2 separate regions of the Zea mays genome follow, and region 1 is linked to region 2. Evidence: chromatin contacts called from public Hi-C data. All regions are on one chromosome and are shown on one strand. The core of a region is the stretch at or near the end of the contact, and the rest is flanking DNA. Distances in the headings are between cores, read along the strand shown.

Region 1 (5,732 bases), core at 3,000-5,499, 450 kb before region 2:
ACGTGACGTTACGTCCACCGGTTGAGAGGTCGTGCGCTGGCGGAGCGAAACGCAGGGAGCCAGCCAGCTAAGGACAGCGACGCCCACCCCGGCGAGCGAGACACGGTGCGGTGACACACCCGGACCCGGCCCGGGACGGTGCGGCGAGAAGGTGCAATGCGAATGCGCGCGCGGGAGCAACATTCTTTCAGTGCAACAGCGCAGCGGCGCACGGGACAAACGCCCCGTGAGCGCGACCCCGGCCCGTGGCCACCGGAAATAATAATAATAAATAATAAATTCTGCCGTGCACCTGGCTGCACCCGCAGCCTCCCTCCAACGACAAGAGCTGCCAGTGTCATCCGTACAAGCTGAAACCATGACTGGCGACAAGAGACAAGAGAGCGGCCGGCCCCCCTTCTGTAGCATCAGCCTGCATTGACGACATTCTAGCAAGCAGTTTTCATCTTTCGACCGCGAGGCAATCAACTGAAAGTAACAGCCGCGCGAGCGAGTGGCCAATGCAAGGCCCCACCCATGGCAGTAGGATACAGACGACGGAGCTCGGCGTCAGGGGGGGTGCGGAGTGTGGACCAACGGCGATATGGCCAGAGGAGTCGCTACTCTAGCTAATCCAGGCACTGTTGTCCGGTCGGTCTTGCTAGTACTAGTACTAGTAGTAGAGCCATAGAGGGGATGACTGGACGAGCGGCCTCGGCTTGCAGGGCAGGCCAAATCCGTTTTCAGCTAGGCAAACCAGACATGTCAGCTATTTCTCCGGTTGGGATAGAGGGCAAGCACCCTGACACGATGCTTTTGAGTGACCTCACTCACCATCATCAGCACGCACGCAGAGGGATGAGGGAGGCAGAGGCAGAGGCAGAGACAGGCTAGGCAACAGCCAAGTCGCCTGGAGCCGTGAGGCCACGGAGACGGAGCGTGTAGCGTGGGCAGCGATCTGCCGTGATGGTTTTCAAAGGCCATTCATCAAGCACCGATGATGAGTGGTCTGTCACAGCACAGGGGTCCGCCGCAAGCGTACGAAAACGCCAAACGACGAAGTGCATCGGAACGAACGAGGATACAGAGAAGGAATAAGTTGAACAATAGGGTTACCACCGTACCCCCACGTTGTACAGTGATTTTGGATGGACACAAAATCGAACAGCGAACTGCCTAATCATTTTGGCATGGCATTGCCTACGACCTGCCACGGCGACATCTCCCTTCGGAGTACAGAGCTGTAACGGAACGATAATTTCTCTTTGTTTGGTTCAAAAGAGACGGAATGACTACTTTTTTATTTGGTTTTAAGACAAAAAAAAAACAATGAGATCAACCATATGACATACGGGGCCCCACCTCTCTAAGCGACGAGGAGGGCCGCTGGGGGCTTGACTGCCGGAGTTCCCCCGCGCTCGCCTTGCGCGATGGTGGGCGTGGGCCAGACCGCCAGAGGTTGCCCGCGCGGCAGCAGGGCCCAAGCTCCCCCCACGCTCGCCCGCGTGGCGGCCAGCCGGAGATCACCCGCACGGCGGGGGGCTGAAGCTCCCCCGTGCGGCCACTCAACCTCGCCGACGGCCACCTTTTCTCCTCCCTCACTGCGGTTGCTGTCTCCTCTTCACGCGAAGAAGCTCGTGGCCCAGGTCTCAAGCGAATATTTATTCTACTTGGGACGTTCGTGACCGTGACTCTTGGTGTCTCTTGTCCAAATCCAAACATCAACAACAACAAAAAATTCATCCTATGCTGTTCCTGTAACCAAACACTAGCTACTTGGCTAGTCAGTACTCGCGGCTGGAATTGGTTCACTGCTCCTCACTTAGCTTCCTAGGTTGTCGCTCCCAGCATCGGTTAATATCGTGATCCTCCGTGCCGACTTGACGAAATCGCTGAAACGGCAGAGCAATTGTTCATAATAAGCTCGTACGGTCATTCACGCTGCGTCAGCTGCAGGCAAACGTTATCTGAAGGGCTCGATTGCTAGTTACCTGAAGGGCTCGTCGCCGGCGTGCCTCACTTCACCGGTGGCGCCGCGGTACAGCACGCGGCTCCGCATCTCCGCGCCCTCGACGCCGAACATCTCGGACAGGCGGCCGTACAGCTCGTCGAACGAGCCCAGCGCCGACAGGTCGAGGTTGCGGCCGACCGTGTCGGACTCGACGAACACCTTGCATTGTCCGGGCTCAAGACCGGGCTCGGAGGCCTGCTGGCTGCTGCCGTCCCCGAACCACGGCAGCCTCTCCGACGACGTGTTCTTGCCGGTCGGGCTGTTCTGGATGACGCCGGAGCCCGAGCCCGAGCCCGAGCCCTCCGAGACATTGGGGCCCTTCTCGGCGGTCCAGCACAGAGAGCTGTTACCAGTCGCCGCTGGGGAGGTGGCGCCGCCGGAGCTGCTGAGGCTCATCTGATGCTCGGTTAGTATGGTCCGTCCGAAGAGCACCAGCCCCGCCGGCTTGACGGCGTCGGGGTTCTGCTTGCTGGCACCGACGGACAGGGCACACGGGACGCCGTCGCGCGCCGGTGCGCCTCCGATGGTCAGGTCGGTGCTGATTCCCGACGGGATAGGGATCGTCGGACCGACATGGTCGGGACGGCGGAGCCCAGGGTACAGCAGGCTCGACTGCAGGTGGATAAGGTGGAGATCTGATAAAGATGGAACAAATTGCGCATGCCTGGCTCCCTGTATGGCTGCAGGAGCACTGCCGTCCGGGAACGGGAAGAACGACGGTGGGTGGGCGTGAAGGAAATTGTGGTGGTGTTGCTGGCCGTGTGGCAGTGGGCTGGGCGGGAACGCCGGGTTAAGGAGCTGCCCTTCGAAGGGGAACTCGGGGTACGCTGGGATGCGGGGCTTCTTCCGCGGCGGCGAGAAGGAGGCGAGGTGGATGGCCGGCATGCTTGACACCAGCTCGACCAGCCATGGGCTCACCCGCTTCACGTTCTGCAGAAGGTCCGGCTCGTCCCAGGTCACCTGCAGCGCAATCGCCAATTCAACAAGTGAGCACCAAGCGCAAAGCTTTTGTTGGTATGGTAGCTGTTAAGTAGCACCTCTGCTGCATACCTGAAGAAGGCGCCACGGCGACTGCGGCCAGCGGATGGGGTCGGTGACCTGGACGCCGGCGACGGTGCCCATGAACCAGCTGATCCTGGAGGAGTCCTCGGTCTCGAACGCCATCTTGAACCGCATCCCTGGGGACCACTGCACCCTCATCGCCGCGCGGACCGCGGCGGCGCGAACGCAGAACTCGGGCGTGCTCGCGCGAGGGTAGTACACCACCTCAAACGACTGCCCGGCAGCCGCCAGCCTCGCCGCCTCGGCCACGTCCTCTGGTCGCACCTTGCCCCGTGCCTTGGCAGCCGCGCAAGGGCTCACATTACCTCGGATAAGGCCGGCGTAATGATGCCACCCGGGCGTAGGGGCCTCGTCGCCTCCGCCCCCACCAGCGCCGCAGAACCCACGCTTTGCGCGCCGGATGCCGACGTGCAGGTCCCCGCTGTCACCGCGGAGGAACACGATGGAGTCCCCGGCGATGAGCTTCTTCTGGTTGACAAACGTGCTCCACCCAGTGGTGAGCAGGTGCCGGCGCGGCGTGCCCCGGTAGATGTGGCGGAACTTCCAGGCGGTCCCGTGCACATCCTTGGCGACGACGTTCTGCACGGGCGGGTCGGCGGCGTAGTCAAGCCGCGGGAAGATGGTCTCCGCGCAGTACCTCGGCACGGAGAACCCGCCGCCGTTGTTGGCGTCGGACTGTGTCAGCGTCTTGGCGAACGACGCCGGCTTCTCCTGCTCGTCCGCCGCGGCCACATCGTCATCGAGGCCACCCGCGTGCGCCTCCCCGCCGCGTAGCGGGACGAGGCGGATCCTGGCGAAGACCTCGTCGGTGTCTGGATCAGCCATGTAGCGCACTGCCGTGACGCGGCAGGGGACCAGCGCCGGTACGCGCGCCGCGGAGAGGTCGGCCGCACCGTCGAGACCGAGCGCGTGCTCCGCGTGCCCCTGCGGGAAGTAGCAGACGCTGGCGCCAACAAGCGGCACGGTGCACATGCTGCCCGCGCACGCCAGCCACAGTTGCCGGTCCACGCACCGCTCGGCGCCGGCGGCGGCCGGCTCCGTCAGGTCCGCAAATGTGATCATTGGGAACGCGCCGATGCGAGGGCCGGCGGCCGGTGGAGTGAGAGGGATACAGAGGTGGAGGAGACGAACTGACGAAGACGAGCGGGTGTCGTGTGTAACTGAGCTACGGAGCTGCGTGTTCTCACGGTAACGAGCAGGAGTAAACCCAGCCCGTTGTGACTTTTTATAACCCGTTCGGCGACTGGAAGTGGGTGGGAGACAGGCCGTCAGGATGATGTGCGGACGGTCGTGTAGGAAACAGCGATGAGTACCAGTGGATCGACGTATGCGTGGAGCTGTGTGGAAGTTTGAGGCCCGTGAATTTCGGTATGCGTCATCGGGGTAGTGGTCTTGGTTACATGGAGATCGAGGAACACTCGTGTGGAACTATAGATGTCTAAACGGCCCACTCGATACGGACCCAGTCTGAACCTGTTTTGGCCCGGTACGAATAGGGCCGGGCCAAACACGGCCCGTTGATGTTTCAGGCCGGGTCGGGCTGGCCCACGTGCCTAAGGACATGCCCAAATCCGGCACGCACAGAAAAAAACGTGCCGGGCCGGCCCGTTGGCCTGGTGGGCCTCAACGGACCGGGCCGGGCACTGGCCCGAACCAACAGTAGAACGGTATATAAATACATATATTTAACAAAATTAATCATATATAATAACATATTATTTATATATATTAAGACAACAAAATATTTATGTATGCATTTTATATTTATGTATGCATTTTATATATGTTTGGTCGCGTATTTAGTATTTACATACTATGAGAGAATTAAATGCATTTACATATTTAGTATTTACATAAATATGCGGGCCGTCGTCGGGCCGACCTATTTATCGAGCCGGGCCGGGCCAAAGCACGCGGGTCGTCGTATCTGCCCATACCCGGCCCGCTAAACGGGCCGTGCCGGGCCGTGTTTAGACCGGGCTAAATTCGTGTCGTGCCACGGGCCAAACGGGCGGCCCGCACTATTTGGACATCTATATGTGGAACATCGATCGATGCTGTGGCTTGTGGGTAGTGCTGGGAATTGGGCCAGGCCGGGCCAGCCCGGCCCAAGCCCATCGTGCTTCGTGCCAAACGGGTTCGGGCCAGGAAAGCCCAAATATTTTTTGGGTCGTGTCGTGCCAGCCCGAAGTGTAAAAACAGTGGCCCAGCCCGGCCCTAAACCACGTCGTGCCTTCGTTGGGCCGTGCCGGCCCAAGCCCGGCCCGTATATTTGACCACATAAAATCAAAATATTATAATCATATAAAATTCATAGCTTACTAAATTAAAGATATTAAACAATTATAATATCATTTAACCACATAAACTCCAAATATAACAACAATATACAGTCGATATCTTACTAAATTAAAGAAATTAAATAGATTGGGCTCAATTGGGTCGTGTCGGCCCAAGCCCGGCCCATCTATGCGTGCCGTGCTGGGGGCCCGACGGGTCGGAATTTGAGGCCCGGCCCAGGCCCGACTTCGGGCCGTGCTAGCTCGGCCCATATTATTTCGTGTCGGGCCGTGCTTTGGGCTCTTATTTTCGGGTCGTGCTCGTGCTGGCCCAAAAAGCCCGGCCCAGATTCCCAGCACTACTTGTGGGGTTCCTGGTTCGTGCAAGTCAAGTGTGGAAC
Region 2 (5,342 bases), core at 1,434-3,933:
GGTAATGAAGGTGACTAGATTCGATGGTAAGGGTCACGCTGCTACGGCTCATGGGCCTGCATTATTCACGACTAGTTTCCGGTACGACCCCCAGGCGCCAGCTGCTGCTGATCAATTTTAATAAAAGTATATTTCATGTTTATAATGGAGGTCGAGGACGGTAGAGGGTAGACCGCCGGTTGAGTGCTGGACGTGTCATCGAATCCAACGAGCAAGCCCCCATGAAGGAAGTGGAAGCCGATCGCGGACGGACGCGCCCTAGACAAATACTCAGGCGAGAGGGCCTCTCAAAGAGGACGGGACGGGGCAACTGCTTATATTATATGGCACCAAAGCGAAACGGCGACGCGGACGAGGCGCCGTCGAGGGAGCCGAGCCCCCGCCACGTCTCATTTTTTTTGGCTTGTTTGGGTATCTAGGAGTGTGTTTGGTTTAAGTTTAAAGTATCGATTGTCAATAAAAATTACTTTAATATTTAACTCGCTCTCATATAACTCTCATCTAAAAACTATACAAACTATGACCGTACCTTCGATTTCTCTTAGTCCAACCAAAATACCCTAGCTGCCGCGCAAGAAGACAACAGCGGGCTGGCGGGCGGGCGGGCGGGCCGGCGATTCGCCGAATATGCCAGCGGTCTTGTTCGTACGGCCGGACCGGACGGGACGAGTCCGCGCGCACGCAAAACGTGATACGCTGAGTCGCTGACCGCTCGCACGCGCTGGATCTCGTTGAAGCAAACGTGGATGGGGAGGGGAGGATCCGGGGGGACGAACTGAAGGTGAGAAAAAGGTACGCCGTGGAGCCGGAACCAACAGGAAATTGCCGGGTTATTGGCTCTTTTCCGTCAGTCAGTCGTAGGGGAGGGAAAAAAATAACTTGGCAATTTCCGTAGAGTTCCTTGCAAGATTGACAGTGTCGAGCCAAAAAAAAAAAAAACTGATCCACTCACCCAGTATAGAGGTAGCAGGGCCAGGGCGAGTAGATAGAAAGTGTCTGGTTAGAGATGGAATACCAGTCACAGCCTGAGGCTGAAAGCTAACTCGTACTCAAGCTCTAGAACCTTTTCTAATTGCACACTCTCAAGCCACACAACAGAAGGAGTATTGCTCTTGCTCAAGCTCGAAAGTGGAGAGGGGGTGTTCCCTGATGAACTGAAATGTTTTTCCACACCTTGTAGTATCAGAAACGCATGAACATGTACGTGAACTACAAAGTCCGGATTATATTCATTCATTCATTTATTTATTTATTTATTTATTCAACCACTCGGTTTGTACAAAGACGGTCAGTGTATATACACATCCAGCTACCAGCACGTCCAAAAAAGGACTGGGTGCTCATAGGTAAAGAGCATCTCCCGGTGGGCTGAGGAAAACCAAATGCCTGCCTAGTGCCTACTAAAGCTTCTTGCCGATCCTTCTGCTCTGCTACCGAGTCTGCGACTACGGATGCTACTCTGCAGCCGGCAGCAGCTGCCGTCTCTCCTTCTCTGGTCCGTACGCACGTAACAAAACCTCTGCACATAACGTCGGGATTCCTTGCCGTATCTGTGTCTCTACGGCAATACACGTCCGCCCGCCATGGTCTGCTGGTATGGTATGCCGCGCGCCGCCTCAGGTTGGCCGCTCCATGCCACGGGCTCCGCCGCCGCTCACGATCCACGGGTGAGCTGCATTATTACGAGCGGCATATCTGTTAGAAACCTGTACTAACTACCAAGCCAAGGTGGGGATCACAAGAGAGAGGCTGTGGGGGAACATAACACTCACCGAGGACCTGCTCGGCGGTGAACCTCCTCCACTCGTCGCGGCAGATCATGCGCCTCATCAGGTCCTTAGCCGCGGGGGACACCCCGCCGAACAGCCGGGGCGGGAAGCGCGCGCTGCCCCGCAGCACGGCCGCCAGCACCTCCGCGGCGCTCTCGCCGCCGAAGGGGAGCGCGCCGCCCGAGAGCAGCGCGTACATCACCACGCCGGCGCTCCACACGTCCGCCTTCGCGCCGTACTCGCCGCCGCCCACCACCTCGGGCGCCACGTAGTGGGGCGTCCCCACCAGGCCCTCCGCGCGCCCGAGCCCGCCGGCGCCCACCCACGCCGCCGACCCGAAGTCCGCCAGGCGCGCGCGCGGCGCCGCCTCGGCCTCTCCGTCGCCGCCCTCTTCCTCCTCGTCCTCGCCGTCGCCGTCGCCGTCGGTCCCGGCGGCGGCGGCGGCGGCGTCGATGAGGATGTTGTCCGGCTTGACGTCGCGGTGGGCGACCCCGCGGCGGTGGCAGAGCGCGAGCGCCTGCGCCACCTGCGCCACGATGGCGGCCGCCACGGGCTCCGGCACGGGCGCGCCGCGCCGGATGCGCACCCACTCCAGCAGGTCCGGCCCCGCGCACAGGTCCATCACCACGTGCGTCCACGCCTCGTCCTCGTACACCGCGTGCACCTGCACCACGCCCGGGTTGCCCGCACCGGCGACCTGCGCCAGCTTCGGCTCGAGCTCAGCGAGCTCGCGGTCGAGGTCGTCGCCCAGCCGCGACCGGTCCACGGACTTCACGGCGAAGGCCTCGCCGCTGGCGCGGGACGTGCAGCGGTGGACCACCCCGAAGCGGCCACGACCGATCTCCGCGCCTATCTCGTAGTCCCTCTTCAGCTCCGCACTCATAGTTCAGAAATCTCTCTCTGTTGTTTGGGTTGGCTCGATGGGAGAAGGGCGGTGGCCTATTTAAAGACACGAGGCACAACCTATGTCCAGGGGGGAATATTCGGATCCGGCCTAGACAGGGACCGCGAGCGAACAGGGGTTTTCTCTCATCCCGGTTATGCCCTCCTTGGCAGACCTAGTAAGGTTCAGCTCGATAAACCTTTACGTAGCATTGTTGGGAGCTCTGTCACATGAGTCTTTTTCCCCTCCTCTCTCAAATAAATTAGACCATAATTAGCAACCGTTACGATAGACTGGTACAGTATGCAGAATGAATCTAGTGACGAAATTATAAAGGAATTGGGAGAGTAGAAATATAACCAAAAATGACATATGTGGCATAGAAGTGGATGAGATGAATCGTAAATAAATTACATAGGATATCGAATTTGCTAAAACATGGAAGTTGATCAAAAACAGTAAATATAGGAGACATTAGGAGAAAAAAATGTTATCACGCAATCGACTATGGTTGGATTTCAAATTCAGTACTAACAGGTCATAAACTGATATGTCATTATTGAAGACTTAACTGGTGTCACAAAAGAAAACTGGAAGTGCAAAAAAAAGAGCATATTCTGAAATGGGGGGTATAACCGGGATTGTGCTCAAAAGCGTTTTGCTTTTGTGGTTTGTGCTGCGTGGTCTTGGGGAGAAATGGTAAGCTTTGGTTGGCCCGAGGTGGTTTCGTTCGGTTCGATTCCCTGCTCTGCAATTAGATTATTTCGCTTCCGTCTCGTGTTTCTTATTATTAACCTTAGAAACAATATAATTTGGCAAGCGTTCTTGGCAGGGAATAAGATCCAAGATCGAGAAATTGATTTTATATAAAGTGCTAGAATAACGAGCGGATAAAATGCTTGGATAATAATAAATAAATCCACAAGCGAGGGACTCGATGGCCAAACGTCCGTAGTCACAAGCCGCAGGTAATTTGGTTGTGGGGCCGCTTTCGGTAGAGCAACAATTTTGTGGGCAATCTGATGCGTGGGCAACCAACCACTAGCAGGCAGCAGCACCAATTATGCGCCCCATAATAAGCTCGGGTAATTGGGGCTTTCCAAAAATAAATGGTGCCGTCCGATTCACCAAAAGATGGTTCCGTGAAGGAAAAGAAAACCAAACATCATTGCGCGCGCTGCGTGGAAAATCCATTCACTTCGCGTCAAAAAGGGTCATCGATGATTCAATCTCCTCCTTTTACTGCTGTTTTTTTTTGTTCGGCGCAAAGCAGCAATATGGAAACGTTGTTATTACAGTCACCTTGCAGTATGCATGTCTAAAGAAACACTGCACTTTTACGATAGTTTGTTTTTTTTTATAAAAAAAAATTGTAACAGTTCTTTTGGAGCGCTGAGATTTTTTTCCTACAACCCATTTGTTTATTTTTTTTCTCGTTTGATACGCCCAGGAGCTGTTAGATGTAGAGCTGGAGACAATCTGATCACGTAGCTAAAGACATCGTTGTCTGCTAACAAAGGCAAACTTGTTTATTGATCTGTAACCCGTCTCAATCGATTCGGAATGCAGTGCATGACCATGATGGCCGCATCGACGCAGACGGCTTTCAGTTGTGTGGGCCCGTCGGCCCCCACCTTCCTCTTCGGTGGGGCCCACGGCTGCGGGTGAGGAGCCAACGATAAGCAGGCTGCAGCCGCACCAGAACCAAAAAAAAAACCTCCACGTCCACTATTCGCACTTATATTACTCTAAATAAGTATTTTTTCCGTTTCTTTTTAGTTGTCGCTGGATAGTTCAATTTTGCACTATCCAGCGACAACTAAAACGAAACGGAGGGAGTACTCTAAAAGAGATATTTTATCTTTATAAGCAAGATTCTTCACTCTATACAAATATAATGCAGTCATATTTACTATATACATAAACTCTATAACAATTATCACATATTACATCATTTTTTATACCTACAGCTGCTTGCCTTCTCTCTCCCTCCTTCTGCAGTAACGCACGACAACCGGATAGAGTAGGCTCCCGTACAGAACAAGGCAACACAGAAAAGAGGTTAATGGTTAAAGTCCTTCGAAATATTATTTCCCTTAGGATATAACAATCTTCGGACGAAGGGCATAAAGAACGTATCTTTATCAACATAGTATACGATAATGAAGGAAAAAACATATTAAACATGAAAAATAACATGAGTAATCATATGGTCTTTTTTCTTATCTTTATTATATCATCACAAACGAATGAGAACAATATTGAATTACATTAATATCTTCGGCTTGACAGAAGGTAAAGGTTTCAAGCATGACGCACGAGCGAATAAAGTCAGCGTGAATAGTATGTGGTTACTGTTCACCTATTTATAGGCACGGGACGCAGCCCGGTCAAAATTACATTTATGTCCTTTACAATTAGTTACAATCATAACACAAATTATAATGGGCAGATCAGTCTTTTTTCTTCTTTTAAGTCGGTGCAACTCTTTGTCTCAAGGCACGTTTATATGACGCTCTATCCATCCTAATGCAGGATAGAGTAGGCTATGCAGGAGTATGCTACTGCAGGTGATTTTTACTCTACAACCGCATAGCGTACCACATGCAGGTTGTCACAGCGGACAGCCTAACATCCCTTTAACGTCACCTCGACAACATTTTGGCCTTTCCGGCCGGCCAAAGTAGGTT

What was found. A called contact is a pair of places that touch in the nucleus more often than the background predicts.
Region 1: a Hi-C map of bundle sheath shows a contact between it and region 2, with 2.6 times the contacts expected there. The contact joins the promoter of LOC100194200 here to the promoter of LOC606428 in region 2. A contact is called at or near these places in 2 of 25 Hi-C or Micro-C datasets (bundle sheath and tassel).

What each region holds. Positions count from the first base shown.
Region 1 is chr5:190,710,876-190,716,607 of Zm-B73-REFERENCE-NAM-5.0, reverse strand. It overlaps LOC100194200 (auxin response factor 8), which reads right to left and starts at 4,249. Exons shown (of 3, transcript NM_001349854.1): 1 at 3,041-4,249; 2 at 1,971-2,950; 3 at 1,138-1,871. The coding sequence starts at 4,114. The coding sequence ends at 1,802.
Region 2 is chr5:190,263,018-190,268,359 of Zm-B73-REFERENCE-NAM-5.0, reverse strand. LOC606428 (phosphoenolpyruvate carboxylase kinase 3) reads right to left here and starts at 2,683. Exons shown (of 2, transcript NM_001112303.2): 1 at 1,773-2,683; 2 at 1,241-1,672. The coding sequence starts at 2,391. The coding sequence ends at 1,617.